Regions from separate parts of the Mus musculus genome. Here region 1 is linked to region 2. The links are chromatin contacts, called in public promoter capture Hi-C maps. All regions are on one chromosome and are shown on one strand. Each heading gives the region's core, a stretch centred on a gene start, on an enhancer-like site or on the middle of the called end of the contact. The rest is flanking DNA. Distances are from core to core; before and after follow the strand shown. Region 1 overlaps Pomt1 (protein-O-mannosyltransferase 1). Region 2 overlaps Rapgef1 (Rap guanine nucleotide exchange factor (GEF) 1).

What was found. Capture Hi-C pulls out chosen DNA fragments and counts their contacts.
Region 1: a contact with region 2 is called in a promoter capture Hi-C map of liver, with 2.7 times the contacts expected there. The contact joins two enhancer-like sites. A contact is called at or near these places in 1 of 39 promoter capture datasets (pre-B cells) and 1 of 9 other capture datasets (liver).

The regions. Positions count from the first base shown.
Region 1 is chr2:32,247,607-32,251,384 of GRCm38.p6, reverse strand. Pomt1 (protein-O-mannosyltransferase 1) reads right to left here. Exons shown (of 20, transcript NM_145145.2): 12 at 3,756-3,778; 13 at 2,674-2,770; 14 at 823-915; 15 at 476-596; 16 at 26-123. Among named protein-coding and RNA genes, the nearest start is that of Uck1, 11 kb to the left of the region's middle. Within about 2 kb of position 2,459, at least 19 of the 459 cell types and tissues checked have an H3K27ac peak or open chromatin away from gene starts, as enhancers often do. A contact at or near this core is called in liver, where this site is marked.
Region 2 is chr2:29,631,292-29,634,933 of GRCm38.p6, reverse strand. The region is part of intron 1 of Rapgef1 (Rap guanine nucleotide exchange factor (GEF) 1); the gene reads right to left. Among named protein-coding and RNA genes, the nearest start is that of Rapgef1, 13 kb to the right of the region's middle. Within about 2 kb of position 1,738, at least 203 of the 459 cell types and tissues checked have an H3K27ac peak or open chromatin away from gene starts, as enhancers often do. A contact at or near this core is called in liver, where this site is marked.

The DNA.
Region 1 (3,778 bases), core at 1,210-3,709, 2.6 Mb before region 2:
GGGCATCCCTCCAGGCACTCATCACCTGTAACTCTGAGAATCTGGCCATGAAGCTGAGGTTCCTGCTGATATCGAGCTGAGTGGGCGAGTGGAGCTCCAGCTCCCTCTCCTTCTGCTCATGGCCTGACAGTAGACAAGGACGAGACACAGAGAGGCTGAAGAGGGGAGGACAGAAGCTACCACCAGCCTTCCCGTATCCAGGGGGACACCTCACCAAACCACATCACCCCATAGGTTCCCACACCCCACACTCCTCGGCCAAGACAGGATTAGTGTACTCTGGGATGCAGGAGCCTCCTCCGCAGGCCCGTAGCACAAACGCCTTATTACTCATGGATGGGTGCAAGGGACTCAGCCAAACAGAATGGAGGAACCTAGGTCCCTCCAAACCCAGCGTTGCTTTGGCGTTTCCTTGAGTGGCACCAGATCCACAGAGACAAGCAGATGCCCATGGCCCAGAGCTTTGATGACTCACTTTTGCCATACCGGTGTTCTTCCACATTCCACACCATGCTCTCGTGGTAGCCCGGTGACAACTTCTCCCCAACTACCTCCAACTGCCGGAACCCCCAGTCAGGGAGGTGAGCCCCGCTCAGCTAGTAAAACCAAGAAAGGCAATGAGCATGACAGAGAGTCGGCTGACCCCACTGCTGTGTCAGCAGGTCCCTGCCCCAGGTCTTCCTAGGATTCTTCTCCCCCTGCGTGTACTATAAAACAGGGAGATGTTCATCACTTGGCAGCTATGTGAGCACAGGCCTGAACAGCTCCAGGAATAGTCTGGGTGAGGCTAGGCCTGACAGGCATACCTGAGCTACCCTTTACCTTCAAGATGGCGGATGTGTTCACATGTACAAAGCGCACTTCCGACAAGATAGTCTTCCAGGTATCCCGGTTGGACTCTCTGTTCACAATGTCCTGCAGAACCAGAACCTGTCAGCCTGGGGGGCTGGCAGTGGAGCACTTGCCTAGCATTGGTGAGGCCCTGGGTTGCATCCCCAGCACCACAAACCATATAAACCTAAATATGACTAGTCACTTGTGCATCCCTTTGCAGATCGTACGTGTTAAATAGCTACCGAAAGACCAGACACCCATGGCTTCTTGGCCTTTTGCCTAAGATAAGTGAGGAGCAGTCACACAGCTATGGAATCAGTTTGGTCTGGGCTAAGCTCTCCAGCAAAGGAAGCACAGGTCGCTAGCTAGTCCTTGGCACTACAGACCCTCCATGACCCCATACGCCCTTTACAACACAGCATTTGAGCTAGCCACGGGGACTCAAAAGATACCTATTCAGACAAGAGGACACAGAACTCTAGCCAAAACAGGGATGGTTCCTAGACAAGCCATCCTGGGCCAGGCAGCCGCTCCTGAGGCCTGCTCCCCTTTCTGGAGGCTCCATCTGACATGGGTAAGTGGTACTCAAAGGGCTGCTAGGAAGGGGGCAGGGGCACAGGTCAGCAATGGAGCCACTGGCAGCAAGCTGGCAGGGAGGTCAGTGAGACTCAGTGCCATTCCTCCTGAGACAGCTTCCAACGAGAAGGGACGCCGGCCTTTTATCAGTCAGGCCCACTCGGGAGGGATTAAGCAGCAGGATGGAAACGGCCATGGAAGTGTGCCGCACATCCAAGGGGAAAACAGGTAAAGGTGGGTCAGGTGTGCCAATGAAAGCAGCCCCCCCAGACAGACCTGTGCTGGCGAAGGCAGTAAACTGGCATGGTGCTACCTAGGTAGGCTGTGGAGAGCTTTTGGGACCGCTTGGTAGGAATTTGACATTGGGCCAGGACGAGGAAGTAGGCTTCAGGCAAGAATAACACTTTGGGCCAGGACAGGGAAGGAGCACTAGCAGGAGCCAGGAGAGCAGATGACTGTCACCAGAAGGACACTGTCGCAGTGAAATCGCCCTCTGATGGCCAAGGCCCTCACCAGGAAACTGCTTGTGCTCCTGTGGGCTATGGGTAAGAACTGGCTGGGAGGCTTCCCCTGGGACACAGGAGTGGCGGAGGCTGCCATGTCTGTGGTGGGAGGGTGTCTTACTTAGCTTTAATTATCAATGTGACACAGCCCAGAGACTTTTGAGGAGGGAGTCTCAACTGAGGGGCTGTCCAGATTAGACTGTCCTACTGGCATATTTGTGAGGGAGTTACCTTGGCTGTTACTTGCTGTGGGAATGCCCAGCCCATTGTGGGTGGTTCTATTCCCTGGGCAGATCCTGGGCAGGAAAGCCTGAATGTGGGAGTGAGCCAGTGACAGTGCTCCTCCACGGTTTCAGTAAGTTCCTGCCCTGACTCGAAGAGGGGTGGACTGTAGCTTAACCCTTTCCTCTCTAAGTTGCTTTTGACACAGCACCAGAAAGAAACTAGGCCAGAGGGTGAAAAAGTGAACAGTCCATGAGGCAGCTGCAGCTGGAACAGCCCTGACCCGAAAGGCCCTGGCAGGGAAGACACAGCACTTGGAACTTTCCCAATCCATGCCTGAGGCCCAGAGGACTCTCGGCCTGATGAGGTGACTGCTCCCCATTGGGACATCTCAGACTTGCTAAATCAAAGTTTCTTATCCAAGTTTCCATTTGAACCCTTCATCTGAGGAGGCATTCTGGGTACTCTGAGGTAGGGAGCAGGTGCTCCCACTGACCGCCATGAGACCCTGCTGCACCCAGGCCAGCACGGAACTCACCAGTTTCCAGAGGTTCTGGGCAGGCATGGAGATGTTATAGTCAATGTAGCAGGAGACTTCTTGAGAATGGGGGCTCAGTGGGGCTGCGACATCGTGCCTGCAAGAGCAGAGCAGAGCTATTCCTTAGAGTGTCACTAAGGGAAAAACAGTGCCTTTGGAAACCAAGCCTGCTCTGCCTGCCAAGGCTAGGGAAGCTGGCCACAAATGCAGCTCCCACAGAGGCTATGTATCCGGGATGTGGGCCACCCCAAGGCAGGCTTTAATGGTCAACATGACACAGCCTAAAGTCATCTGAGAACCAAGACTCAACTGCAGGACTGCCCAGATCCAACCGCCTTGTTGGTGTATCTGTGAGGGAGGGTCTTCATTGTGTGTGTCCAGAATTGATGTCAAACAATTGGATGGGTGTCACTCACTCTTTGGACAGGTGAGCAAATCTCTGAGAATAGAATGTCTGTTCCAGGAACTGGAAGTCTGAGTCTAAGAACTGGCCCCAGTGTATCACTGGTCTGGCAGAACTCGGAAAATCAGTATAGTACTGTTGTCTCTGGGCGAGATGGGCACAGTGGTCTCACGCTGAGACAGCAGGCTACTCTGTGTGGGTCAGCCTCAGTGTTCACAAGCAGCCTGTCACCTCCAGGCTACTCAGGCAGGACTCACTTCATCTCAGGATGCACCAGGCGCCCGAAGAGGCCCAGCAGTGAGCAGTGGATGATGGGCTGCCAGACAGAGTGAGTGTCAGAATAAGATCTATAGGAGGGACAGTACAGGCAGGTTTCTGGTAAGGTGACCTTAGGTACCCCAGCAGTAAAGAGAGTGGGGAAACCCTGAGGTGCTGTGCTGCTTACTTCAGGGCTACCAGGGAGGCCAAGTGATGGGGTGACACTAGTCAGGGTCACTAGGAGCCTCAGGAGAGCTGAGAGGGTCACTAGAGAGAGGGCTGTGGGCAGAAAAGCCATGAAGCCCACTGTGTATTCTCACGGGAGTGAGGTGGAGGCAGAAGTCAGGATGACGGAAACAGGCTGAGTGGGATGTAGACAGAGTGAAGGAGACCCTGACAGAACAAGCACTGGGGCACTCACGTGTTAAGGAGGCGGGTGGTCAT
Region 2 (3,642 bases), core at 489-2,988:
TAGTCTACTAAGGAAAGCAAGCCTTGCTCACCCTGCTCACTCTCATAATCATCTTTAGGCTACAATTGCTTTGGGAGAATGTTTCAAGCCACTTTCCACATTACCAGGGTGTGTTTTAGTGATAGGCAGGGCTTCTGTTTCGCTCTCCCATGTGCCAGCAGGATGAGATATCTGAACCATCAGGGCTGCATTCTGTCACCCATTTCTAATGAGTTCCTGAGCGATGCTGCTGGGGAAGGGCACCCTCTAGCCACTGTTCCTGTGGAGAGGTACGGGAAAGGCACAGGGGTCTGATCTCAGCAGTAGGAAGCTGCCCTTAGAACAGCAGAATGACAATAGTCGCACACTTGTGCCCTCCCAATACCGTTGTTGCCAGGAGGGACAGCAGTATTGCTATTAGGTATCAAACTGAAGCCCTGATGATCCAAGCAGCCTGATTTCAATCTTCAGGACCCACAGGATGGAAGGAGAGAACTGACCCCTTCACGTTGTTCTCTGACCTCCACATGCATAGGTGTATGCACACTTGCGCACGCACGCACACACACACACACACACACGCACACTCAAAGTACTACTATATGTTTTTAAGAGCATTACAAACATTTTTAAAAAGAGACTTAATTTGACACAAATCCTATTCTTGTCTCCATCTACTCCAAGAATAGGAAGTTAAGATTGCCTAATCCTCCTAGGAGGATGAACTCTAGTTGTCTGCACACATTCAATGTTTTCAAATCCAACTCTTCCAGATTGCGATGCTTACCAGCTTGGAGTAAAAGGAATGTGGAAATAACAAATGTTTGTGGGAAGAACAGAGTGGAGATTTCAGACTCTCATGAGAACCCTCTAGAACTAAGCCTATATTTCTGAGCTGGTTCTCTCAGAGGAACCTGGTCCCTCTGCAATACAAGCTGTGTGTCTATGTTTGTGACAGTATTTCCTATCTGCCCCAGGATGCTGAGAGGGTGGGGTTCTGGAACAGAACCCTGAGGAAATCGGGAGCAGGCCAAGAGGAGCAGAAAACACTTCACCTGTGAAGGTCTGCATGAACAAGGGCCTTCACTGATTTTCTTACTGTGAAGCCATAGCAGGGCAACATTTATAAGCAAAGATCAGAACCCAATTCTTGGACCGCTGTGTCTCAATAAGGCACGGTGGCACCCACTTGTGATTCCAGCACCAGCCTGGGCTCCAGTAGCAAGGAGCTCAGATCTGAGTAGGTATCCAAGCCCCTCCTGACATAGTTCCTACAAAACAGGCACTTGGGAACTCAGCAGAAGATGTCATCACGCTCCAGTGTGTCCCTGGATATATACTTTCTTGAAGCTTAACTTTGGATTCCAAGTGTGCTGTTTTACAATCCACTCTGCTAAAGTATCTGTTTCCTGAGAAGTGTTATGAAACAATCTTACATTTGCCTGCTTATCACCAGGGACCAGGACTGCGGGAACCTGTAATGATACCCATTGGCCAGAGACTAAGTTAGTAATCTTAATTTTGAGCTCTGCAGAGGTACTGTCCATCTAACAGGCCCAGAAGGGCTGGAATTTCTGAGGAAGCCTTGGCCTTGCTTCCGTCTAGATTCCCCTCCCTCTGCCCCTCCCATGAGCCAGTCATATTTTCTTAGGAATGTGGCCAAGAGCTTGGAACCCAGCCAGAGGTTCACAGTGCCTGCCGCCTGCACCGTCAACCAGAACAGTTGCCCAGTGTGCACCCTGAGAAGTCTGGGCTTCAGTAACTGCTGACAGCACCCAGCACTCTGTGCCAGACTACGGCAAGCCTCAGGTGAAGCCCAGCTACACACTCGAACCCTGAAACTTCCATTAACCAGGAGCATAGCTTGACTCAGAGCCTGACCCTGAGGAGGGGGCTGGGAGGGGGCCTACCAGAGTTGGAAAGCCCAGATACATGGTAGCAAGAACCTTATCCAGTGGTCTAGTATCTGCCCTGGCTTCAAGGGTTCCTGAACACACAGGTTCCTCAAGGGCTAGACCCAACAGAGGAGCCACTGTACCCAGACGGCCCTTTACCTAGTCCCTCTCAGCCCATCAAGCAGTACACATGGTCACTAATGAAGCCACTACACACTTCTGTTTTAAAACTGTTTTGACATAATTTATTGTGTAAAGCTACATCTAAGAATAAATATGTTTAGGTAAATAAATGCTAACACTTTTGTATCCATAGCAAAGTTTGAAACCTATGAGTGTGAGGATAGGGCTCTGGGCAGAATGCCATTAAAACAAGTGTGGTAAAATGTGTTTAAAGTGACTACCTGAGCCATGCGATGCTTAGATCCACCACAAACCCCATGCTGCATCATCACCAGCTACACAAGATCTTCACCATGCAAAGTGGACTGTCTGGTAACCACCAACTCCACCTCTCCCCTCAGCTAGCCCCTACCACTCGGCTTCATCATTCTCATTTTTACCAAGTTAAGATCCCATGAAAGTGAAGTCACATGGTGCTTGCTTCGCTGACTTCTTACTGCACTTGGCACAATGCCCTCAGGTTTTATCTACAGAGTAGCACTTCAGACAACACTTCTCTTTTTTAAAGGCTGACTAATACTCCACAATGGAGAGAAACAGCTTGTTTATCTATTCACCCCTGTACAGCATCTGAGGTGCCTCTACCTCTAGGTGATAATGAGTAGTGCTGCTATAGAGGGGAGGGAGGAGGAGAGATGGAGAGAAGGGAGGGGGTGAGGAAGGGAGTGGGTAGGGACTGGGAGGGTTCTCTTCAAGACCCTGCTTCCTGTATTGTGTGGTGAGTCTTGTGGTCTTAGACTTCACGTCCTGCCAATTTAAGGTTTTACTTTTTGCAAGATGTTCTCCAGCCGGGCGTGGGGGCTCACGCCTTTAATCCCAGCACTCAGGCAGAGGCAGGCGGATTTCTGAGTTCCAGGCCAGCCTGGTCTACAGAGTGAGTTCCAGGACAGCCAGAGTTATACAGAGAAACCCTGTCTCGAAAAAAAACAAAACAAAACAAAAAAACAAAAAAAAAACAAAAAAACCAACCAAACAAACAAACAAACAAACAAACAAAAAACAGAAAAAGAAAAAGAAAGAGAGAAAGAGAGAACGAAAGAACGAAAGAAAGAACGAAAGAAAGAAGTGAGCCATCCCTGGTTGGGGCGTGTTCTCACTGCGCTTTTGAATAGGTTTCCCTGGTGATTAACAGTTCTGTGCATATTCATGAGCTCACTGGCTGTTTTCACCTTTCTTTGAGAAGATGTCAATGTAAGTGTTTTGTCCATTTTTAAAGATTGAGCTGCTTTTGTAGGTCCCAGGCCATCCTTTATCTGTTCCTCCGAGAAACACAGAGATGGCTAACCAAGGTCAAGTTCTCAACAGATAAACAAGCCAATACTACAAGTGGAATACAACAAAGCAATAAAAAAGCACAATAAATACAGCAAGCTGAGAGTACAGAGTGAAGAGCCCCATGTTCACAGACCTGGTCACCAGGTCACAGTTCCACAGGGAGCTTGGTGGTCACCAAGGCTGGAAAAGTTTGACCCAAAGACTTCACAGGGAGTTTCTCCTTGGGTAGTGGAATGGCTGGGCACCCTGACTGTGGTAGGGTTAAATAAGATCTGCTTATGTTAAACACAGTTTTACAGTGTGAGGTTTA